6 separate regions of the Mus musculus genome follow, and regions 2, 3, 4, 5 and 6 are each linked to region 1. A link is a contact called in public Hi-C, HiChIP or PLAC-seq and promoter capture Hi-C data. All regions are on one chromosome and are shown on one strand. The core of a region is the stretch at or near the end of the contact, and the rest is flanking DNA. Distances in the headings are between cores, read along the strand shown. Region 1 has its middle 3.1 kb from the start of Gm26839. Region 2 holds the start of Kcnk13 (potassium channel, subfamily K, member 13). Region 3 overlaps Foxn3 (forkhead box N3). Region 4 holds the start of 4930474N09Rik (RIKEN cDNA 4930474N09 gene). Region 5 has its middle 43 kb from the start of 4930474N09Rik. Region 6 overlaps Efcab11 (EF-hand calcium binding domain 11).

Region 1 (3,764 bases), core at 815-3,314:
CTTTGATTCCATTCAGCTATCAGGATCTTGCTTAAGATTCTACTTGGTGCTAACTATAAAACAAAAACGATGCCTAAGAAAACGTGTGTGTGGGCCATTCCAATAGCTGGTTCTATTATGGGGGTCTATGTACTTACAGCCTATAAAGAGGCTTGCCCTTCCTCCTACCCCTCCAGAATATGGAACATTCATGAATTGAAGCAATTAAACATGAGATTATCCAAAGTTAAAATAGTGAAATAAATAATGATTTCAAGTAGTAGATGCTTTCAAAGTTGTGATGTTTCTCTCTCAAGCGCCTTTTTACAGACCCACACCTACCTTGTGCTTCCGGCTACCAGCAAGGTTGGCACATACCTGAAATATGTTCTTTATGAATTTCCCCCCCTCAGAAGCAAGCAGAGAAGGACAGTCCTCTCCCTCTCTCCTTCCCTTCTTCCCTCCTTTGGCATTTGATTGGTATTCTGAAACTACTGTTAAAAATTTGGCACAGCCATCCAAACAGTGCCAGCTTGAATGATTCTATCAGTGACTTTCTGACAACTGGGAATGAGCTAGGACTTCATTGAGCACCTTGCTCATTTGTATTGGTGAACGAAGCTGTACCTGACAGCGTAAGGATTAATTCTTCCAATTCTAAAGTCAAAACGGAAATTCACGGAAGTGCCAGTGATTTGAAGCAGGCTCATCGTTCGTACAACTCATGGTCACCTCCTTTGAACTGAGCAAACTCTGGGGCAGGCTGGAGCGAGTCAAGGTAGATTCTGGAAACTAACAAGTCTCATTCACTTCCTTCAGTTTGTAAAAACAAGCAACTGTCAGGTTTCCTGCCAATGGCAGTTTGCTGTACTTGCAGATAACTTCTCAACAGGAAATCCTTTGCTGAGAGGGACCAGTCATGCCATCAAGTCCCGGAGCACCAAATATTTGATAACGTGGGATCGTGAACTACACCCGTAATCGGATCATGGACACTACATGGCTCTAAGCTATTTGCTACACCATCAATATAGGATATTAAATAAGCATTAAGACATATTTAGGAACTCTTTCATCTCTCCCCCCACTCCTTGAGGCAATCAGTTGAGAAAAACAAGGGAGATGTGATATTCTTTTAGAAGTACCAAACTGCAATTTAAATAAAATTTAAAACCTTTTTAAGAAAAGGGTCCAGTGCAGTGCTAAATATACCACATATGGAGAGAAGTTATTTGAAACACAAATATAAAGACCTTGAAATTAAGGAGTCTGGCAGGGTGGGGGTGGTGTACACCTTTAATCTCAGCATTTAGAAGACAGAGGCAGGTGGATCTCTGTGAGTTTGAGGCCAGCCTGCTCTACAGAGTGAGTTCCAGGACAGCCAGGGCTACACAGAGGAATCCTGCCTTAAATAAATAAATAAATAAATATTTTAAAAGGGGTGCTGGAGAGATGGCTCAGTAGTTAAGAGGTCTCTTCCAGAGGGCCTGTGTTCGGATCCCAGCACCTACACGAGAGGGCTCACAACAGTCCGGAACTTCAGCTCCAAGGACTTCTGGTATGTGTCCACACCCACATGCAGATACATACACCTAAGCATAATTAATAATAATAAATACTAAAAAAAAAAAAAACCACCTTACCATTTAAAGATTGTCATGGATACAACAGGTCAAATTCTAGCCACTGTGTTGATTGTTATATCGACAAGTTTTACTGAAGCACCTCAAAGTCAAAATTTAGGAGAGGTATGTTTGGTTATTCTCTGCTTAGCAAAATGAGTGAAAAGGGGGCGCTGGAGGAGGTGACTAAACTTTTCTCCTTGGTATTCCTCACCATGAATAAGATATAGCTGATATGTGTGCTAACGGCCTGGAGGACCGCCCCACCCACCCAAAATAGCCTCAATAAAAAAACCAAAAACAAAAACGGGAAAGCACCGCTCTCCATTCACGGGAGAGGAAATGCATCTAATCAACTGGGCAGTCATATTTGCAGTCTGGAAATGGTCCTCGCTCCACTTAGGAGCACCTCCTCCCCCTGCTCAGCCACCAAGAACACCCTGCCCTTTGCTCCCCTGAGCACCAGGCATAGCCCAAGGGAACCTGTCCAACCCCCCAGAGACCTTCATGATCAAACACCTCAACTCCACCTGGAACCGGCTTGCAAGCCCGGAAACACTTCATAACGCCTTTGCCAAATGACCCTGCCTCCGCTGGCTGCATTCTGGTCTCTAAGTCTGTAAAAAAGGACTTTTGTTCTAACAGGAGAGACACACCTCTAGAAGCAGACACATAGTTCTACAATTAATGGCTCAAATGTACTCTTTGCAGCCTTCCTCTTGCTTAACTCAGAGGATCCAAAATGCTAAGTAAGCATGAACGCTCACACTGGCTTTCAGGCTCTTCCCTGAACTATTTTCAATAAAAATACAGTTATGAAATCCAGAGGGCTCTGTTTTTTGGTTGTTGTTGTAAAATGACCTTGGTTTGACAGGCATGGTCTCAGGTTTCAACAGATGTTGTGGGAAAGCTAACAGAAGCCAGCAAGTTCTCCAAGCATCTGTGATGACATGCAGGGCTTTTTTTTTCCCCCCTAAGTGGTGGTCATGGTAGTGAATGCATGTGTGGTGGGGGTGGGGTGGGGTTACACTTCTCAGTTTCTATGACAACCATGTCTCCATTCCTGGGTTACTAGATACCATCTACTTCCTGTGTCTAAATATTTAAACCAATCAGAAAAGTGTTTATACGGTTAACAACTTCTGGGACCCAGCTTCTTTAATGAGGCACTTTAAGGCTCAAATGAAGATGTCCAGAGAGGCTGCAGGCTGTCTTATAGAGATCCCGCTTCATCCCCTATCTCTAATTCTGCCTTCTGTGGTAAAAGACCCCCCCACCCCCGCCCCTTCTTGGATGTGAATTGTATTCTGCTCAAAGCAGACGCCACAATTTCTTGCAATAGTCTGCAAGCTGATCGGGATTGCTTGCCTTTCATTGTCTGTTTTCCCTTCCACTGTCTAAAGACTTAGATTTAGCGCGAGAAACATACTAATTCACAAGGCACTTAAATTATCAAAGTAATGATACAGTTAAGCTTCCATCTGTTGGTGTAGCTATTTAAATGCTCAGATGAAAAAAAAATTAGGAAAAATTAATTCCAAGTTGAGCAACTTTGCATCCTACAACTTATGGAGAGAAATCACTGTGAAGCCCCACATCTATCAGTGCGAGCTAGAAGCTGACATCTGCAGAGAAATTTGTCACCAAAATGGCCTACTTTATCTGGATAGAAACAACAACACAAAATTAAAGATAAAGACACCCAGAGCGAGCCAGATGCACCCAGATCAAAAGAGAAACCAGGCAGGAACCCATGTACAAGCCGGCAGATCTGAAATTAAGACGAGGTTTTAAAAGACGGTTTCGGGTGACTGTTTTCCTAAGTCCCCATCAGACTGACCAATCAGTGTGAGAGTTAGAGCGGGCTCCAGACATTCGTGCAGTCTTCAGGGCTCTCTGCACCCTCAGAGCTGCTCCCCCTGGCTAAGGCAGAGCTGGAGATCAATGGAAAAAACAGGGAACAAAAGGGAAATACTGATGTCTTCCTCAGCTCCGAGAGCCATCCCCATTTTCCTCAATGAGCCGGTAGCACCCAGCCTACAACAGCGCCACGGGGAGCTTCCACCAGCCCGGTCCAGTCCTTTCCGGGCTGGCAGTTTCGCCTTCGCAATCCTGTGTCCCAACGCTAGCATAACCTGGTGACGGAAGGCTCCCGGAGCCCAA
Region 2 (3,947 bases), core at 837-3,336, 400 kb after region 1:
ATGAATTATCAAAATATCACTTCTTCCCAAAACAGATTTAACGTAGTCCTAATCAAGATAACAGACTTTTTCTGTGCCTATGTTTAAAATGTCTGTCTTAAAAACCACAGTTCTTTGATTTTTTAAAACGGAAACAATTCATTACATCCAAAGAAATATCGAAAAAAGAAGAGCTAAGTTGGAGACTTTGCATTTCTTGACTTCAAGAGCTATAAAAATTCATTTAAATATTTTTAATGGGCATAACAACTAGATCAATAGATAACGGTCAAAAGAAAAGATTCCTGAAATAAATGTATTCTTACTTTCCTTCTCAATAATTGCCATTAGAAAAAGTGAGTATATTTTTGGACAAGGTGAACTTTGTCTCACATGCATAATAAATAAACTCTATACCACACAGACCAACCATACAAAAGTAGGGGAGAGACAAAGAACATATGCAACCTTGAAAGCAATAATATAATGCACAAAGTATATCAATCATTACAGACTGGAAAACTGGTCTTTAACAAAACTGAAAACTTTGTCAGGAAACTTTTTTAAAACAAGTAGGTATTCCAGAGAAGAAGAAAAATAATGGTAATAATAGTTGCAAAATACACACCTAAGAAAGGACTGGTAGTCTAGATTATATAAAACACTGCCCTTCAATAACAGGGACCATTGTGTGTGTGTGTGTGTGTGTGTGTGTGTGTGTGTGTGTGTGTGTGTGCATGTTGTATGTGTGTGCACATGTGTGCATGTGGAAACCAGAGGGGCTCTCACTGAACCGAGAGTTCACTGACTTGGCTACGGAACTGTGGCTAGCCAGCTCCACTTGGCCCTACCTGCTCAGGAGGAGTAGGATGTCAAAAGTCCACAGCTATGCTCATCCTTCTGTATGTGTGTTGGGGAGCTGAACTCTGGTCCTCACACTGTGATGAGCACATTACTGACTTGGCCATCTCCCCAGCTCCAAAACCAAGCTTTTAAGTGGGCAAAATAGTCCAACCATTTACAAAAGTCCAATATACAAGGTGTCCAGAGAACACAAAACCCCAAGGAGATAAGTTTATGTGCCTGTATACAGAAGGCTTAAAAATAAAATGGCTGGCTCTGTCAACAGTCTATAGGATGTGGACACTGCATTGTTGTGGGTTAGAAAAAGCTAGTTTGAAATGATGTCAGTCGGTACACTTCAGGAACACACTTTACACAAGACACATAACTGGTTCTTATGAATACAGAGACCTGAATAAACAAAACCAAGTTCTATAAAGGAGAAATATTCCATGGTGGAAAAAGAAATCAGAATAGTGGCTACCTCTGCAGGAATGTGGGTGGGGATTTACTGGGAAGATATTTGTGGGAGCTTTAATCCTTTGGTGGCTTTTAGATGATAAGGGAGGGAGGCCACCATTGTTTGGCTCCCAAAGTTATCAGGACTCACCTAATGGTACAATGACATGTCATTGCATGCAAATTTTACCACAAAAGCAAAAATCCGAGGATAGAGCTCTTAATAATGGCCAATACTGGCTGGAGATGGGGTGAAAGTGTGTGGGTGTCTACAACCATTCAAAGTGCATCCTGAGTGGGTTGGTGACTAGAAAGGAATGGGTAAATATAAGCAAGCCTGGTAAACTGTCACTTGTAGAATCTAGGTGGTGGTGTGTTGTGTCATTGTAAACGTCATTCGATTTTGATGTACTTGAGATGTTTCTTAAACTAGTAAAGGTAATTGGGTTACTCACCCTGGGTGTGAACTCAATACCCTCTAAAGTTCTTCCTCCCCAGGAGACACAATGCAAGATAAACGGTCTGTTAGTTACTCTCACCAAAATCATTTGCATCTATTCAACAGAACTGCAAGCTTTTCTAGTTCTGTTTCTGGCTAGTATCGTGGGTGGGTCTCCTGGGACCACTCTCTCTCTCTCTAAAGGCGGAGAAATTCTGTTTAGACCGTGGGTGGCTATGAATCCATTCCTTCACACAGCTATATTCGATCCCCTGTGGCTAAACTGCTGGGAACCAGGTGTGTCTGGAGGGCACGCAGCGCCCTCTTCTGGCCTGAGAGGAACCCACGCAGACCATCGAGGCTCTCGACCTATCTGTTAAGCAACCACTCCAGGGATCTGCACTCCCTGGTAGAAGCATCGCTGTTTAGAGGTCCAGGCGAGCGCCAGCGGAGGAGACCTGAGCAGGAGACTGGCCCTGAGGCCAAGGGGCGGGTACCGGGTGGAGTCGCCTCGGTTGGCAGCTGCAGAGCTCCACCTGTTGCAGTTTTTGAGCACTCCACAGAGAAGGCAGCTCTGGGCACGGACTTCTGCTCTCAGCCCCACTGGGCAGGGCAAGGCCACTTGAGAAGGGAAGCCAGGAACCATCCTGAACCTGTTCCACAGAGCAGGTGCGTTTGGGAAGGTGAGACGCGAAGGCGACGGCGGCTCCAGAGCTCATGGCAAGTTGGGGGTCTCTGGGTGGGCGCCCCAGCGGTTCACAAAAGAACCTTGTTGCCGGCTTACATGTTGTAGCTTGGAGTTCTCAGCTCAGCGCCACTGACTGCGCAAGAACTACAGAGCCGAGGCGATCAAAACCGGGTGAAAGAGATGGAACTCTTCTGGCCGCTGTCCTTGGCCGGTTCTCCGGGAGATGGGCTGGCAGGGCCGGCACGTGTGGACAGAGAACGCCCGGTGCAGGCCCTAGAGGCCAAGGGCGATCTGGTATGGGGGAAGTCAAGGAAGGCTCCCTGGGAGGATGCTTCTAACTTCCTTCACTGTTCCAACCTCCCCCTCTGTTCTCCTCCCCACAGCGGTCCGCCCTCGTGCTGCCGTGGAGCCTGTGTGCCCAGCAGAGATCCGAGCCGGCTGATCTGCCTCTTCGCACTGTCCCTGCGTCCGTGCGTCTGCCCCAAACCCGTTCCGACCTCTGAGCCCTGGTTATTCTGGTGGATAGAGGCTCTCGGCAGAACATTGTCACTAATACGCAACACAGATCCACCTGGAGAGGCACCGAAGACAGAGAACAGCCCGTATCCCAGCCATCACAGCTTGGAAAGCAATGCTCCGAGGAACCCGGACCTTGATGTGAAGCTTACCCGCCGATTCTCTCTGGACCCACGACCTTTTTTTTCTTCAAGAGGAGTTCAAGTTCTAGGGAGTTTGCCTTGAAGGCACGCCACGCCCCCTCCCCAATCTGAGCCGAATTAGGAGCTCGGGTGAACCCGGGTCGCCCGCACCCTCGCACCAAGTCGAAGCAGATTCTGTGTCCCGACCCTCTGGTCTTCAGCCTTAAGGAGAACTCCAGAGAGGACAGGGAGGCGGCGACGACAAAGCGGATTCGAAACCACGAGTCCAGGCGGACGTGGGGAGCTGGCTACACAGGAACCACCGAGGAGGCGGCGGCGGCCGGGAGATCCACGCCGCCTTGGGGAACGCGCGGCGGGCATGGGCGAGCCCGCACGCAGAGCAGGCTAAGGTCGGCAGAGCACATCCTCCCCGGGGCGTGGGCACAAGTCCGCGGGCAGCAACCCTCGCGGAGCTGTCCTCCAGTGCCATGGCTGGCCGCGGTTGCGGCTGCAGCCCCGGCCACCTGAACGAGGACAACGCGCGCTTCCTGCTGCTCGCTGGGCTCATCCTGCTCTACCTGCTGGGCGGCGCCGCAGTCTTCTCCGCGCTGGAGCTAGCGCAGGAGTTGCAGGCCAAGCAGCGCTGGGAAGAGCGCCTGGCCAACTTCAGCCGGGGCCACAACCTGAGCCGTGAAGAGCTGCGAGGTTTCCTCCGCCACTACGAGGAAGCCACCAGGGCGGGCATCCGCATGGACAGCGTGCGCCCTCGCTGGGACTTCACGGGCGCCTTCTACTTCGTGGGTACAGTGGTTTCTACCATAGGTAAGTGAGCCGCCTGGTCACACCATGCCCCTAGTTCCTGGGCCCTCACAGGACCTAGCATCTCACCCTTGGGGTTCTC
Region 3 (3,587 bases), core at 431-2,930, 330 kb before region 1:
CTGGTGACTGACTGGAGTTGGATCTCTAGGACTCACCTACTGGGGGAGAAGTAACTCCAAGTTTCTTCTGACCTCCACTTGGGCCTTGTACACACAGGTAAAGAAATTCTTTTTAAGATGTTAATTTATTTGATTCGTTTTAAAAATAGCAATACTTTCTATTATATAGTGTCTCATAAAACCAACGGACACCACTGTACATCAAACATTGTATTAGAGCCCAAACTGGGAGCAATCTCAGAGATTAAACTTCTGAGGACGCTCAATGCTTACTTCCACCAGGTCATCTGGGACACACTCACTAAGGTGGCAGAAGAGAGCTCACTCAGTCCTTCACAGCAGGCAGCTGTAGAGCCTGTCCTCCCCCCTCCCCTCAGGAGCTGGACCCTCCCCCCCCCTCTATTTCTCATTAGCATCTATGAAGAGCCAAACAGAGGCAGCTCCTGTGTGAAGAAGGGGCAAACCTGAATGTGGAGGCCAAGAGGATAGGGAAGGAGGGACCTGGGTCAGGAGTTCAGTCCATAAAGGGCTTACTGGGAGCTGCTTGAGGTGTGTATTTCTGGGAAGGATCTGGAAGTTTTATGGGACTCTATGAGAGGCGCGGATACAGAAAGGAGCTGGATTGAGACCCGTTGGGCAGAGGCCTCCCTCTGGAGCGTCAGTACAAGAGAACGGCATATCCTCCTCCTTGGTGACAGAAAACAGGGTCCCAAGGTCTCGGGTGCTTGTGAAACTTTCACATGCACTAACGTGCAGTGTGGTTTTTGACTAAGAGTTTGTAACTACCCAACACAACCCTAACACGTTTGTTATTGAGAAACAGAGATGGTTCTGGACTGGAGAGAACGCTCAGTCAGCAGAGTGCTTGCCAAAGAAGCAGGACCTGAGGTTAGGAATCTAGAGCCCAGGCAGAAGGCTGGGCGTGGGGGCATGTATGACCCTATCTGTGGTGAGAGGCAGGTAGAGCCCTAAGGCCGGTCCAGCCAAAACAGTTCAGTGAGAAACTGTCAAAACAAGCAAACAAAAAAGGTGGAAAGACACCAGGGGAAGCTGGCATGGGCCTCTGGGTTCCACATGTATGTGCACACATGAGCAGCTACAGGCACACGCGCTCGCACCTATGCCAGCAAGTGTATGCAGCACACGCATACACGCATACACACACACACATGGTACTGTTATTACCATATTGTACATGTTGTTACCATGTGTTGAGCTTTTTCCAGGGATCCCTGAAGATTTAAAACAAAACGAAACGAAACCAAAAAAAAACCTAAGTCCCTTAGGGGCAGCATGCAAACAAAACTATGGAGAACACATCTCAAGAAGTTAGGAAACTGTTAAAGATGAAGAAATACATCAGCGTATATTCTCTGCGATGATATCTTCCTGATTATCCAACAACAGGTCCCGGCAGGTTACCCAGCCTAAATGGCCTCTATTGCCTTATCTGCTAAATGAGAAAATTTCCTTATCTGCAGCCAGGGGTTGGTTGTGTGAATCTCCAAAGTAGATGCACTATCTTCTAGGTTACAGCCTCTAGCCTATCTTAGAAAGGACAAGGTTTGGTACCTATAAGTTTGCTGGAGACAGGCCCCTGCCTCCTCTACCCAATACAGGATCCCTCCTGGCCAGGCTGGGAGGACTGCCCTTTCTGGGCCTTCTGCTTTGACTAATCTCTTCATGTCTCTCTGCTCTGCTGCCCAGACAACTCCACAGCAAACAAGAGCCCGGGCTTCCACCAGCCAGCTCCAAGCTGGGAACCTGCCTAGTTTGTGAGCTTTGGGGCAGAAGGAGAATGCAGACAGCAGCTTTAGTGAGAGTCTTCTCTCAGTTACGGCTGTGAAGGTGGGGATTGTTAAGGGGTTCTCTGGCAGGCCCTTCACCCTGACCCACCCACCCAGGTCTCCCTTGCACTGTACTTGCCTGGGGAGGTGGGTGGATCTGACAGGAGGCAACCATATTTTCTGTACTTTGCCCCCTTCTCAGCCTGGTGGGAACTAAATCAGGTGAATGAACACCTTCTAGCAACATAGGGTATTTTCTTAAAAGAAGAAATACAGGCTACAGCCAGCTCCTCAGGAGCCATACGGCTCCATTCTCTGATGTGTACCACAGGGCCAGAGTTCTGAATGAATTCCTGGGTAAAGAAGCCAAGTCCCTTGAAGAGAGGAGAATTAAGAGAAATAGCCTGGACAAATACTGTATGTCTTCCTTCACATGCAGAACATAGGTTTTATATACACATGCATCCACACTCACTCTATAAATAGATAAGGAGGGACTTGGGGACAGAAAGGGACTGGCAGGACAGGGAGGCGGGGAACTGGAAAGGATAAGAAAGGGCAAATGTGGCCACTGTTCACGATAGACTGGAATGAAAACATCTTCATGGACTTGCTTGCCTAGCATGTACAAAGTCCTGCGTTCCATCCCTAGCACAATACAAGCCAGAAGCAGGGGGATCAGGAGTTCAAGGTCATCCCTGGCTATGTAGGGGGGGGGGGGGTTCCAAGTCAGCCTAGGCTACCTTAGACTAGAAACAAATAAACAAAAAAATGAGTCAGCGGGCCTTTATGAAACCAATCACTTTTGTAGTAAACAGAGTCAACAGAAGTTGCCAGGACATGTTGGCAAAAAGTGGGCAGACCTGTGGGAGCTTATTTTGCAAGGCGTCTAAATCAGATAAAAATCGGATTGGCTGCCTCATTACGCAATTAAACCCTAGTCAGCAACGGGCAGGGTCTTCTGTCTTTCAAAATCCAAACGAGTTACCCAAGCTTTCATTAAGTACAGTTCAGAGACTCTATTGGGGGAAGGCATCCAATTTTTCTTGTCTGAGTTAAGACTTTTAAAAAGGTGGAAAAAATGCTGCTGTGTGAATCTGAGAGCTAGTCTTCATAAAATAACCACAGTTCCTTGTCCTCTTCCAAATACCTTTTTGCGTCGCTTTTCAGAGTTAGATTTTGGGGGTGGGAGGCAGGGCAGAAAGCCAGAGTGCTGTCCCAGTGAGCAGCCCAATGGTACCATTTCATGTCTGATTGCTGACTTCCCAAAGCAGAGCCATTTGCACTGTTGTATCAAAGGCTTCCACTACATAAAATGTCATTTCTATATTAATTTTATGCCCTTGAGGCAGAACATATACGACTAGGACTGAGTGTTACCCACTGGAAGAAAGGAGGAAGCTTTAGCTAGGTTTAGGATTCAGGGGAAAGCAGGACAGGGCACAAGGGTATCCAGGTACTCTGGACTTCAGATGGAATTTTGGTTTTTCTTTGCACTCATGAGAAGGTAAAAGGGGGTGAAGAAAAAGGAGACAGAGACAAACAGACAGACAGATGGATGGGTAATGACCTGTGCATGCATTTGTGCATGCGTGTGTGTCTGCCCTGTGACTGGTGTGTCTGTCTGTCTGTCTCTCCTGTGACTTGTGCGTGCGCGCACATGTCTGTCTGTCTGTCTGTCTGTCTGTCTGTCCTGTGACTGGTGGTGATGCATGGCTGACATCTGAAGAATGAGATGGCTTTGTTGCCTTACTGTGTTAACTGCTGGGCCTATGTGGGCTGAGGAGGAACCGGCTCCTG
Region 4 (3,954 bases), core at 181-2,680, 400 kb before region 1:
AACTTAGGTCATTGGGCTTGGTGCTCTGTTGCCTCTTTTTTCTCTCTCCCATTTGACAGCCATTTCCTGACTCACGATGACATGCAAAGGACCATCTCGGGCCCTGGAGGAGCAACAGTGACTGGGGTACAGTCCCAGCCTTCAGAACCTATTGCCCCGTGAGCCTCTGCTTCTGTCTGTTAGTCTAGGAAGCCTACACTGAGAGATTGCATGACTTTTCCAGGGTCATAGATTCTTGCGCAGAGCCAAGGAAAGAGGCCCAGCAGAGATGCCTCTATGGAGAACATGACATCCCCATTGGAGTCCACGGCTGATGGATGAGGGCAGAACGCAGCCACACGTCTTCAGGGTTGCCTCTACCCTTTGGAATCCAATAATGTCTGAGAGAATAAATAGGTTCCATAAGGGCTTCAAGGAGCTCACATGAATGATATGGCCGGAATGAGTTAATACAGGGTGAGTTAAAAAGGCTCACATCCCTAACCTTTAGAAATTGACTTCAGCAGAGGCAACTACTGAGTTCTTCCCAGAAAGCATCTCTCCACCACGACTGCCAGAAACAGAATAAAGGGACAGACCCAACTTTGTTCTGTTCTCATTCAGTATGTCTTATTTCAAAGGTTTTGGTGTCTCTGCCTCCCCTCAAGAAACAGGAACCAAGCGCCTCAGAATTTATAATCCAGAATTTATAATCCAGGGACTGACTCCCTCACAGGATAGAAAGGTTAACAGAGGAGAAGGAGATCCGTTCCCGAGGTGAGCACAGAAATCCCCTACTTGGCTCTTTCTTGTAGCTCTGGAAGAAACACCTATAGTTGGGAGAAGAACAAAGGGGGGAGTAGTCACAGCGCAAAGGCATACAACAAACTGCCCTTCCATCACCATGGTAACACCACCAGCCCCAGGGAAACCAGGAGGAAGCTGCTACCCCCACCCCTGCCAAGTTCTGCTTCACAATCTGAGTGGCCGCTTTTAGGTAAAAGGAAAAACTGGAGATAGAGCTGCCCAAATTCTCAGGCTCACTTCCGTCCCGAGCCACGCCCTCTCGCTTCCCGAAGTGTCACGTGATCTGGAGACGCTCTTGTCTCTTCTCCAGATTCTCCCATTATCATCCCCTCCACAGAGGTGTTCTACTTCCTCCCAGATGTCAGCTGCAGTGACTTACATTTTAACCCTGGTGCCCCGTGGACTGTCTGAACTAGATGGAACCCCAAGCTAAAGGAAGGCAGGGAAGCCTGACACGTTTCACGATCTGCCAAGGCTCTTCATTGTGTCTGTGGAGAGCTGTGTCCAGATCACAGCTTCCTGGCCTATCACAATCTGCTTCATTATGATCTGAACATTCTAGAAAGCATGTGCCTCCCATAGTTACATTCCAGACCGAGCCTCCTCCGGGGTGTTTCTCTGGTCTTCTTTCCTTGAGGCAGGCAAGATTCGAGGTTTCTTAGCAACCCAGGAGTCTACTTGGCTCAGGCTATGCACTCTCCATTCTAACAATGCAGCTAGAATCCCAGGACCCTGCATGGAGTTGCATATACACCCTACTTCAAACAATGGAATGAGTTCTTCTCCCTTAATGTGTCCCCTGCCATTCATTTTCCTCCCCAGAAGAAAAATCTGTCCCATTAAACAGTTCCTGCCAGCGTCAGTCAGCTGTCAGTTGTGGAATATGGTACCCGAGATCTTGAAAATCCTAAGGAAGAAAGGTTGATTCTGGCTCACAGTTTCGGCAGCTTCGGTCTGTGCTCCCTCGGCCTTGCTGCTTCGGATCTGTGTCGTTAAGGAGTAGGAAGCCAGAGAAAGGGTCAGAGGAAGAGAGAGGCCACTCCCACATCACAGCTGGATTGTGTCTAGTAACCAAGGCCACCTATCTGTCAAAGCCCTCCATCAAAGCCCTCCATCAAACAAGGCCATGTGTTTGGGGTTATTTCTATCCTACCTGGTGAAATGGTAAGCGGGGAGCGAGGACCAATGAAAGGAGTGTCCCAAGGGGCCATGGCGTTCAGAGACCACTTGGCGGCCTGCCAGCTTCTCGGGGACCCTACCCTCCAGGCTATTCTTCGCCTTTTCTCTCTGCTTCAATAAACACCAGCTTTCACTCTTTCTGAGCCTTCACTTCTTTTGTTCCTGGGAGTTCAATTCTTTGTCAGTCTTTTAGGAAGGACCTGAATCCTAAGCAGCTGTTCCCACGCTCAGGACAGCGTAGCCTTCTGGGGGAACGTGTGGAAGAGGAGGTGTAGTAACATCACTGTGACCCGGGAAGCGAGAGAGAAAGGAGAGCTCTCCAGTTCTCCAGACTCAAGGATCTAACTCCCATAATACACCCTTCAAAGGGAACCAAGTCTCTAGCCTATAAACCCTTAGGGGACACTGAAGATCCCAACATAACACTCCGTTCCTCCTTTCCTACATTTATTTGCCTAGAGCACATACCAGTGCACTTTGTGAAACTGTGCCTTTATCTCTTCTGCACATGTGGATGAAATGATTCGCGTAACCACATTTGCCTGGCTTCTTTCCCTTAGCAAGGTTTGGATTTATCTGCCTGAGGCTGGCATGCCTTGCTTACTCTGATTATCTTTAGTTGTATCCATTTTCCTGAAAACAACACAACGCCGTCCTTCTTTATGACTGAAAAACATCCTACTGCGTACGCATACACCACTCTTTATCCTGCTGGGTTGGGTCTGCAACGTATCTGTTGTGGTTAGTGCTTCAATAAACATCGATGCGCAAGCATCCCTGGGATGTGCTAAGCTGGACTCCACTGAGTAAAGACCCAGGAGTGGTCCAGCTGGGCCATATGATAGAGCTAGCTTTAGTTCTTGCGGCAAGTCTGTCTTGGTGTCCCTAGTGGCAGGACATTCCCACCTTCATTGAACAAGTGCCCTTGAGTGCATGTCCTCGCTAGAGTTTGTTGCTTGCTTTGTTGATGTGCTCTCATTTAGTAGCTGGAGTGGAGAAGATGCGGTTGGAGGGAAACCTCACATGAGGTTTTCAAGTATGGACTTTCTAGGTAACACTTAGAGGTTTGAGGGGCAGAGTCTCAGGATTGAAGACCCACAACATGAGGCACTCAGGATACTATAAGAGTATTGATTCCTTCCAGGGCTTCAAGCCCCATCTCCAATGTCTTTTCATGTTAGAAACAGAAGGCAGCCTTTTATTGAGTACAGGTCTATCCACTGGCAAGGGAAACATATAGGACCGTAAACATTGCCAAAACAGGAAAGCACCTATGTAGCAGGCCCAAGGCCAACGTGAAGCAAGAGCACTTGGCATCTTTAACTCCTCTTATAGCACCTGCCTACAAGGTGTTGCTGTGCAAGGCAGGTGTTGCTGTGTCAACCCCCAAACTCCTGGGAGGGGGACAGGGGTGTCTCATCCGATACCGATTGCCTGTCATTGTGCACAGAAAGGAGCCTGTTGCTCCTCCTGACCCTTGAGCTGCCTTCTACTCCAGTCTATTACTATTGAGGACAGCAAGGCTACAGATGCTCAGCCCAATAGACTGCCAAGAGGCTCCTTACCAGCCCTAGGATCTTATGCAGTGAAGATGAGGTAGAACCGGGCCACATGCAAGAGCCAGGCTGATGCTTTCAGCACATTCCCTCCCTTCTCAGAATGGTGGTCTTTCTTACCAATGCAATGTGGTCCCTGCTGCTCTGTGGTAAACTCCATAGACCTTAGTTTTGGATTTCCCAATACCCCTGACACTGAGGTTCACTAGGGGTGTAGACCAACTCCTATTTACCTTCTTTTCCTTCCTTCCTTCCTTTTTCTTCTTTCTTTCTTTCTTTCTTTCTTTCTTTCTTTCTTTCTTTCTTTCTTTCTTTTTCTTTTTTTTTTTTGAGACAGGTTTTCTCTGTATAACCCTGGGCGTCTTGGAACTCTGTAGAACACCCTGGCCTTGAACTCACAAAGATCCATCTGCCTCTGCCTCCCGAGTGCTAG
Region 5 (3,964 bases), core at 620-3,119, 440 kb before region 1:
AAGATAAAATTAGACTCTAAAAATGGAAGTTTAAAAGAGTAAAATTGGTTCAGAATCTAGTTTTCAGCTACATGCAGAAAAATAATACGGATCTGATGGTCTACCTAGAAAATCTAATGCAGTCAACCAAAAACTCACAAATAATATCAGAAATAAGCAGGATACAAGACGATTGGCTTCCCTTTAGGATCATAGCTCTCCTTTACTCTCGCACTAATTGATGAGATGCCTATTAGCAACAATCAGACTAGCAATGGAAAGTATTTTTAAATACCTAATGGTAGCAAATGAATATGCGTAAGATTTTTCCAGGGAAGATTATCACTTGCTCAGGAGGAGTGAACAAATAGAGGGCGCTCTAAGGTCTGCTTTTGGATTCAAATTCGTCACAGTATCTGGTTCTCTCCCACCAAGCTGCCAGTGTTTAAATCAATTGTTATGGAATTTCAAAAGCTGATCCATCTGGCAAAATAAATGCACAAGACAACCCAGTTTTTTAAGAAACCCTACCAGACACCTAAACCTATAGGAAAGTATACAAAAGGTAGAATATTGTTGGAGAAATGATGGCTCTGGAGGGTGAGGTGGAGTCTAGAACTCAGGATATGACAAGGACGGTGTTTAACGTGAGTAGAGGAAGGCTGTTGGTGAACACACATTACACAACCGTTTTCCTAGGCTCCGGGAGAGCTAATGTTAACTGTCGACTTGACAAACTCTGGAGTCACCTGGGAGACTATGGGGGAGGATGCTGATGCAGAGAGAGCCATCTTAGTTGTGGGTGGAACCATCCCTGGGCAGGGGATTCTGAACTGTGTAAAATGGCGCCGGCAAGCAGATAGCAGAGACAATTTCCCAGACAAGATGGATTATGTCTTGAACTGTGAGCTAAAATAAACCCTCCCTCCCTCAAGTTGCTTTGATCAGAATATGACGTTACTGTAGAAACAGGAAAAGAGGCTAAGATTGATTACATGTTTTTAAAACTTGGGAAGTTGATTATCTATTTGAGGAAAATACACATTACCCATACTCCAGGCAAAGACCTAAGACTTTAAAAAGTATCAAATAAAAACAGAAAATAATTACAGTAGAATAGTTGTTTGCTTTTTTAAGTGACAGGGATGGCTTTCCTAAGCATAAAATTGAAGCACACTAAAGGTCAACCATTTATCTACATAAAATATAAAATGTGCATGCTACAGAGGCTGCTCCAAACAACGCAAAAGAAAAGGTAGAGACAAATAAAATTGTAAAATTTTGCAGTAGTTTGGAAATATATAAACTGGCAACTTTATTAAAGTCTATAAGTCGGTAGAAAAAACACATCCCAGTGAACTGAGAAGTCACAAAAGGAAAAAAATATAGGCTCAGCCAAGAAACTCCGGTCTTGTAAGTGCTTAAGAAAATATACATATACACACCACATACACAAGGGAGAGAGGGAAAGAGAGAGGTAAGGAGGGGTAGAAGGAGAGGGAGAGGGAGGGAGGGGGAGGGAGAGGAAGGAAGGAGCAAAAGGGGAGGTGGGGCATGCTGAGTCAATGCTCTGACTCCCGTAGAATAGAAGCAATGAGAGTCCATTTCCAGCTTTGTCCTCAAACAGAGGTCCTTTTCTCAAAGGACAAAAGCAAATGTTCCGACTCAGTGGCTGCCTGCGGCCGCCCTAGCTTGCCTTTTTAGGTGGTCATGAGACAGATCTTCTATCCTGTTGATCCTCAGAATTCCCTGAACTTCAGAGTTCCCTGCATCTGGGAAAAACAGACTTTCTGGTTCTACCTAAGAGCTCGTGACTTCCCAAGACTGAGTTGGGGCAGGACTCGGTTTCTAAGAAGTTTCCGGATGATACTTATTACGGGTACCTCAGGCCAGACTGAGCCCGCCTACCCACCAACATCAGAGTACTTGTGCTCCTTCTGGGCAAAAGGTCAGGACAGCATAAACTGGGAGGAAAGGCCAGCCATCCTGAAACAGGTAAGGATCACAACAAAGAGACAGACCGCAAGCACTGAGCCTTTAACCCATGGCCCCGTAGCCCCGTGGCCCACTAAAAACATGCTTGGACATTAAAACGCCAGATTATGCCACAAGGCCAAGATGTGTATAGACCAAGAGCCCCTTATTACTGTGGCTTGTGGGGTTTGACATGGCTGAACAAATGCCAAACAAAAACCAGCAGGGAAGGGGGAATTGATACCCAAAAGAGCCTAAATACGCCTCCATGCCTCCCTTGTTCTTAGCAGACTTTAGAAAATCAATTTTGGAGGACACATGGCTGAGCAGCACAATCTTAGCTTTCTACCAGCTTCCTGAAACAAACACCTCTGATGTGTGAGCTCTGATAACTGGTGTCTGGATTCCTTTGCGAAAAGTTGAAGACGGCTATCGGTACCAATGAAGATTCATTCTGAGAGCCCACAGCTACTGCGGGAGCACTGATGGGGAGAAAGGCTTGCCTTCTTTATCTTTACTGTGCCTTCCTTGACTCCCTCTGCCTTTGGATCACTCTGTTCATCTCTGTGAGTAGACACGTGAGCCATTTAAAATATTTTGTTCAGGTTGGGGGGTAGCTCAGCTGGTGAAGCTTGTCATGTGGGCAGGAGAACCTAATCTCCAGGGCCCATGGTAAAGCCAGATGTTGCAGCATGTGCCTGCCACTTTTAGTTCCGGGGGAGGCAGCAGCAAGAAGATTCTGAGAACTTGCAGGACAGCAGTCTTAACAAACGGGTAAGCGCCAGGTTTGGGGACAGATACTATCTCAAAATATAAGGTGGAGAGCAACTGAAGACATCTGATGTCTACCACTGGCCTGTACACACACGTATGCATGTATGTGCACCTGCACATGTGCGTACACACACACACACACATGCATACACAAACACATCAAAACAATAAAAAAAAAGACAAATGTGTGTTTTATCCAAGACTATAATAACCACATTCATGACTAATGGCCAATTACCAAATGCTAGCCCACCCCGGCAATCAGTGAGCGCCTGCTGCTCCCTTCGCTAAGCCAGCTGGGATTCAGGCATGTGTCCCGACAGCCCATTGTATGCAATATCAAATACAAGACTTTGTGCAGACTGGGCAAGTACTCCACCAACTGAGCTACATCCTGACCCAATGTTAGCTTTCCAGGCTCTTAAGCAAAAAACAAAACAAAACAACCAGATTATTTACTTCTATTTTGTGAATCTGAATGTTTTGCCTACGGGTGGTTAAGTGAAGTATGTATGTACCCGGTGACCATGGAGATCAGAAGAGGGCTCGTGATGCCCTGGAACTGGAGTTGATGATGATTATAATCATCCATACGATGCTGGGAACTGAGCCTGGGTTCTCTACAAGAGCATCAAGGCCTCTCAAACCTCCAGCCATCTCTCTGCCCCCTACTTTTAATTCACACACCAATAAGAACTGTGCCCAAGGGAGGCATTTATTAATATTCCTTTACTTGAAAATCATAATAAAAAAGTGGAGAGAAGCCTAAATGGTTGTTGTTCTTGAAGAGGACCCAGGTTCGGTTCCCAGCAACCACATAACTGCTCACAACCATCTATAGCTCCAATCCCAGAGCATCTGCATCTACACTCTCTTCTGGCCTCCGCGGGTACCAGACAAACATGCTGGTGCACAGACAGACATATGTGCAGGCGAACACTCACATACATAAAATAAAAAGCAGAAAATGGAAGACTTTTTAATAACAGTAAAAGTGTTAAAAATTCAAGCCAAGTGGCAGCCATCTTTTTCAGCTGTACAGTGTAATTCTACATAGGTAGAGACACCAACAAAAGTGGCTTAAGTCCATTTTTCCCATTATATAGAAATTTTAAAGGTAACCTGGCCCCATCTCTTTCCCCTCAAAGTTCTTCTCTTCCTTCTGAGGGTGGGGGTGGGGGTGGGTGAATGTTCTGACACCTGCAGGAATAGATCAGTTCTGTACTACTACATTAGC
Region 6 (3,935 bases), core at 1,080-3,579, 300 kb after region 1:
AGAAGGGCTCAGGTGGGGGAAGGATGAAGGAGAGAGTCCTGGGAGAGACAACTGGAATCAGGGAAGCATCTATTAGAAAAGCTAGAAAACTTGGGCAATAAAAACTCCTGGGAATCTATGAGGGTGACCCTAGCTAGCAATGGGGGATATAGAACCTGAACTGGCCAATTCCTAGAACCAGGCAAGACTTCCAGTGGAGAGATTAGGACACCAACCCAGCCACAAAACCTTTGACCTACAATTTGTCCTGCCTACAAGATGTGCTGGGCTAAAGGTGACACAGAACTTGTGGGAGTGGCCAGCCAATGACTGGTCCAGCTTGAGACCTATGACGTGAGAGGGAGACCACCCCTGGCATTGCCTAGAGGGCAAGGACCCATGGCTGGATAGCTCAGAGACCTAAGCTAGAACCAATCATGCCTGGCAAAAAGGGGGGGGGGAAGGGGGAGAGGAGAGGAAGAAAGAGGAGAAAGAAGAGGAGGAGGAGGAGGAGGAGGAGGTGGAGGAGCACAAGAACAAGAACAAGAACAACAATTCTCAGAGACTGGCATCTTGCCCAGTTGTCATCAGAGTCTTCACCCAGCAACTGATGGAAACAGATGCAGAGATCCGCAGCCAAACATTAGGCAGAGCTTAGGGAATCCTGCGGAAGCAAGGGAGGAAAGATACTACAAGAAAGTCAACAAAATCAACTCTCCTGAGCTCAGAGGGGCTTACAGAGAAGACCTACCTACCATGGAGCCTGCATGGGACTGACCAAGGCCCTCTGTATATAAGTTAAAGTTGTGTAGCTTGGTGTTCTTGTGGGACTCCTAACAATGGGAGCAGGGGCTGTCTCTGACTTTGTTGCCTGCCTTTGGGCCCCTTTCCTCCTACTGCCCCACCCAGTCTTGACAGGAGCGGAGGTGCCTAGTCTTACTACAACTTCATATGCCATGGCTGCTGATAACCGTGAGGGCCTGCCCCTTTCTGAAGGGAAATGGAGGAGGAGTGGATGAGGGAGGGGGATACTGAGAGGAGAGAAGGGAGGGGAAACTCTGGTCAGGATATAAACATAAATAAATAATAAAAAAATTTAAGGTGTGTGTGTTTTGAATCATCTTTAACTCCAAAAAGTAATGGCAAAAAGCAAATTACTTTTCATTTACAGAGCCAGTAAAATAAACCATTGCTTTAGGGGAAAAAAAAAAAGCATTCGGTGAGAAGGAAAGCAATGGCTAAGATCTGCTCTGATCATGGCAGCTCACTCAGAGAGATGCGAGGCAGAGTGTAGCTGTATGGTTCAATGGGTGATGCATAAGAAAAGGGAGCATATGAATGCTGTTGTCGGTTTAATTACATATTCAGATAACACATCCACACTTGGAGTTATACAGTATGCAGGTCATCATAGTATAGAAAACAAATGTTCTTTAGGTTTTTTTAAAATAGGAAAAATATTTAAATTGTATGTTTGCTACCACTTAAATGAAAAAAAAAACAATCTAATAACACAAATAACTCTATTATGAATAATCATGTTTTTTCATACTATTTTCCCCCAGAGTCATATACCTCATATTTTCAGCTCAGTGGAGATCAGAGGCACTGGGTACACATTAAACCATGTAAATACATGGTCCACAGCATGCCCTCAGGTTGTCTACCAGGGCCACACACAACCAAACACAAGCCCTTTTTCTGGAGACTACATTTTCATTTAGCACGGCTTTCCTTCTGCAATACCACAATTGCTCTCCAAAGCTAATACTTAATAATTTACTATTCTAAAGCTTTGCAACAAATACACTGATGTAAGGGTTGCAGATTTTGCTGCCTTTTAAATGGCCTAGAAATAGAATTCTTACTTCTAGCTCCACCTGCTGTCACAAGAGTCAAACCGAAATTACTGCTTCACAGACTCTCAAAAATTCCATTTAGGCCAAATCTCATATCCAATGCATTATCTGTGTCTGCCTGGGAGCTAACGAGTGTATTCTAGAAAATTCTAAATTGAAACACAATGTTGAGTTCTCTGTGTACACTGCTCCACTTATAGTTACCTACATACACGCCACTGGAGTTGCAAATCAGGGCCACACCACCAGTGGCACCACCAATTATAGGGTCTGGCTGTTTAGTTGTGTTCACTAACAGGTCTTACAGAGGTGTGGGCAATCTGTCAGTGTACCTGGTCTTTACCGGTGTTCTGCAGACTTTTTAAATAACAAGCCAGTGCCCACATTCCCCTGTTCAGAGTGTCGCTGGGAGTGGCCTCACAGGACGCCCGCCAGCCTGAGGCTCACGGCTTAGCTACTGTCAGCTTCCTGCCATGGTGAAAAATAAAAGGCAAAGAATCCAGGAGAGGCAGAGCTGCTCTTTGCCTCTGGTTTCAGAGAGCTCAGTCAGTGACCCCTGGGTCCTGTCACCATGGCTGGAGTCCAGGATGGGAGAAACTGTCCCTTTGACAGTGTCAGATATATAAAAAGGAGACACAAGTGCCCCAGTGTCCCCTTCAAGGACACAGCTAATTTCCTTGGACTGGGCCCTACCTTTTAAAGCACCACCCCGACCCCCACCCAGGAGTGTCACAGGTTGGCGACCCAGCTGTCAATACACAGTCTTTGAAGAACATTTACGATCCAGACCATCATAAACTCCAATGCTTTTTACAAATCCTTCCTGATAATGTAAGTCTGGGCATTTTCTACACAACTGGAAAATACGTCCTTCCGTTTTGTTATCTATCCTCAGGAAAAAAAAAAAAGAACGCTTTTCATGTTCTATAATGAAGATATGTATTTATTTTTGCTTCCCAAACTACTTAATATGTGTGATACAGATATGCCATATAGAAAGAGACTGAAAAGGTGATTTTTCCCCCCTACTTTGTGAAAAGCTGCTTCCTAGGAGGGTAATCAGCTTTCACCACAGGGGTGAATAAGTATTCAAAAAAATCGAATAAAACTATCAACATTTTTTTTTCTTTGAAAGTTCCATTATGTATATCTTTTTGTGGTTCACAGTTCTAAGCTTCAGGGTCAGTGTATGCAGAGAAATCCTCTTGAAAATGAAGCAGTCTGGTGTCTGGCTATCATAGGGAGCTCAAATTAGAAACGGCAATAAACCCAGGGACAGCGAAGGAGAAAACAGTAAGAATGCCGGGTTACCTGACTGTAAGGCTGGTCCCAGGGTTAGCAAAGAAAGCAAGGTTCATGCTCACTCTACCATACATTCATTTTCCCAAGGACCGAAATGCCTAAAACCAAGGGCTTAAAAGGATGAAGTGGCCTTTAACAAAAAAAGGGATAATGTAAGCCTTCTCTAGTCTGAGGAATAAAATTCAGACTCTGAGTTTTAGAGGCCATGATTGGGGGTATAATGTGTTTGTATAAAAGGACTGTACGTCCAGAAAGCAAAGTGACAGGTGACATCAACATGCTGGGCTGTCAGAGCACAGGGACATGCAGAGGACTGACGCGTCCTTCCACCTGCCTGCAGAGAAGTGGAATAACGAGAACAGGGTCTATGTCACAAGAAACGGAGCTTTTCTCTGTCACTGGGAAGGAGACGAGGTAAAAACAGGTTGCAGCAGAATAGACATCTTATTCCTATGAACACAGACAGGAGTCATTACCTTTTCATTACACACATCTCCTGACCATAATGCATCTAAGGTCTTGGTGTTAACAGTGCCAAGTCCTGCCTTACTCAGCAAGTTAAAGCCTCCACCTTCTCGGCACACTGGCCCTTAACCACCTTTCCAGTGCTCAGCTCCGTGAGATCAGTGAATGTGGATGGACAGGGGCCATCTCCAATCACACACTATACTTCTTATGGTGCGGGAGGGAGCAGGACTCCAAGGAATTCTGGTTTGAGAAGGATACTTTCTTAATAGCTGGAGGCATGAAAGATTGGGCTATCCAGATCTAAGAGGAGAGTGTGCGTTGGGACAG

Evidence for each region. Promoter capture Hi-C pulls out the DNA fragments that hold promoters and counts their contacts. A called contact is a pair of places that touch in the nucleus more often than the background predicts. HiChIP or PLAC-seq counts read pairs in DNA pulled down with a chosen protein or histone mark.
Region 2: a contact with region 1 is called in a promoter capture Hi-C map of liver, with 4 times the contacts expected there. The contact joins the promoter of Kcnk13 here to the enhancer-like site in region 1. A contact is called at or near these places in 12 of 39 promoter capture datasets (the C10 cell line, cranial neural crest, embryonic stem cells and 6 more), 14 of 484 Hi-C or Micro-C datasets (B cells, the HL-1 cell line, adipose-derived mesenchymal stem cells and 5 more), 7 of 115 datasets of contacts at active chromatin or transcription factors (acute myeloid leukemia, astrocytes, embryonic stem cells and 4 more) and 2 of 9 other capture datasets (embryonic stem cells and liver).
Region 3: a contact with region 1 is called in a Hi-C map of liver, with 2.3 times the contacts expected there. The contact joins two enhancer-like sites. A contact is called at or near these places in 1 of 39 promoter capture datasets (embryonic stem cells), 3 of 484 Hi-C or Micro-C datasets (liver and nephron progenitors), 14 of 115 datasets of contacts at active chromatin or transcription factors (VIP interneurons, bone marrow-derived macrophages, embryonic basal ganglia and 9 more) and 3 of 9 other capture datasets (adipose tissue, embryonic stem cells and pancreatic islet).
Region 4: a contact with region 1 is called in an H3K27ac HiChIP or PLAC-seq map of microglia, with 5 times the contacts expected there. The contact joins the promoter of 4930474N09Rik here to the enhancer-like site in region 1. A contact is called at or near these places in 2 of 39 promoter capture datasets (embryonic stem cells and liver), 18 of 115 datasets of contacts at active chromatin or transcription factors (astrocytes, bone marrow-derived macrophages, embryonic basal ganglia and 10 more) and 3 of 9 other capture datasets (adipose tissue, embryonic stem cells and pancreatic islet).
Region 5: a contact with region 1 is called in an H3K27ac HiChIP or PLAC-seq map of large pre-B cells, with 3 times the contacts expected there. The contact joins two enhancer-like sites. A contact is called at or near these places in 3 of 39 promoter capture datasets (embryonic stem cells, hippocampal neurons and liver), 1 of 15 datasets of contacts at CTCF or cohesin (the NIH/3T3 cell line), 6 of 484 Hi-C or Micro-C datasets (brain, cranial neural crest, embryonic fibroblasts and 3 more), 26 of 115 datasets of contacts at active chromatin or transcription factors (SST interneurons, acute myeloid leukemia, bone marrow-derived macrophages and 19 more) and 3 of 9 other capture datasets (adipose tissue, embryonic stem cells and liver).
Region 6: a Hi-C map of liver shows a contact between it and region 1, with 4 times the contacts expected there. The contact joins two enhancer-like sites. A contact is called at or near these places in 1 of 39 promoter capture datasets (embryonic stem cells), 10 of 484 Hi-C or Micro-C datasets (bone marrow-derived DN3 thymocytes, bone marrow-derived macrophages, cerebellar granule neurons and 5 more), 17 of 115 datasets of contacts at active chromatin or transcription factors (bone marrow-derived macrophages, craniofacial prominence, embryonic basal ganglia and 12 more) and 1 of 9 other capture datasets (embryonic stem cells).

The regions. Positions count from the first base shown.
Region 1 is chr12:99,558,872-99,562,635 of GRCm38.p6, forward strand. It overlaps a transcript of Foxn3 not described here. Among named protein-coding and RNA genes, the nearest start is that of Gm26839, 3.1 kb to the right of the region's middle. Within about 2 kb of position 2,065, at least 57 of the 459 cell types and tissues checked have an H3K27ac peak or open chromatin away from gene starts, as enhancers often do. A contact at or near this core is called in liver, memory CD8 T cells and microglia, where this site is marked.
Region 2 is chr12:99,962,413-99,966,359 of GRCm38.p6, forward strand. It overlaps Kcnk13 (potassium channel, subfamily K, member 13), which reads left to right and starts at 2,087. Exons shown (of 3, transcript NM_146037.2): 1 at 2,087-2,389; 2 at 2,792-3,868. The coding sequence starts at 3,535.
Region 3 is chr12:99,231,856-99,235,442 of GRCm38.p6, forward strand. The region is part of intron 4 of Foxn3 (forkhead box N3); the gene reads right to left. Among named protein-coding and RNA genes, the nearest start is that of 4930474N09Rik, 71 kb to the left of the region's middle. Within about 2 kb of position 1,681, at least 37 of the 459 cell types and tissues checked have an H3K27ac peak or open chromatin away from gene starts, as enhancers often do. A contact at or near this core is called in liver, where this site is marked.
Region 4 is chr12:99,161,378-99,165,331 of GRCm38.p6, forward strand. It overlaps 4930474N09Rik (RIKEN cDNA 4930474N09 gene), which reads right to left and starts at 1,431. Exons shown (of 2, transcript NR_038130.1): 1 at 1,166-1,431; 2 at 1-809.
Region 5 is chr12:99,118,227-99,122,190 of GRCm38.p6, forward strand. No RefSeq gene overlaps it. Among named protein-coding and RNA genes, the nearest start is that of 4930474N09Rik, 43 kb to the right of the region's middle. Within about 2 kb of position 1,870, at least 8 of the 459 cell types and tissues checked have an H3K27ac peak or open chromatin away from gene starts, as enhancers often do.
Region 6 is chr12:99,859,327-99,863,261 of GRCm38.p6, forward strand. All of the region lies in intron 3 of Efcab11 (EF-hand calcium binding domain 11), which reads right to left. Among named protein-coding and RNA genes, the nearest start is that of Efcab11, 22 kb to the right of the region's middle. Within about 2 kb of position 2,330, at least 5 of the 459 cell types and tissues checked have an H3K27ac peak or open chromatin away from gene starts, as enhancers often do. A contact at or near this core is called in liver, where this site is marked.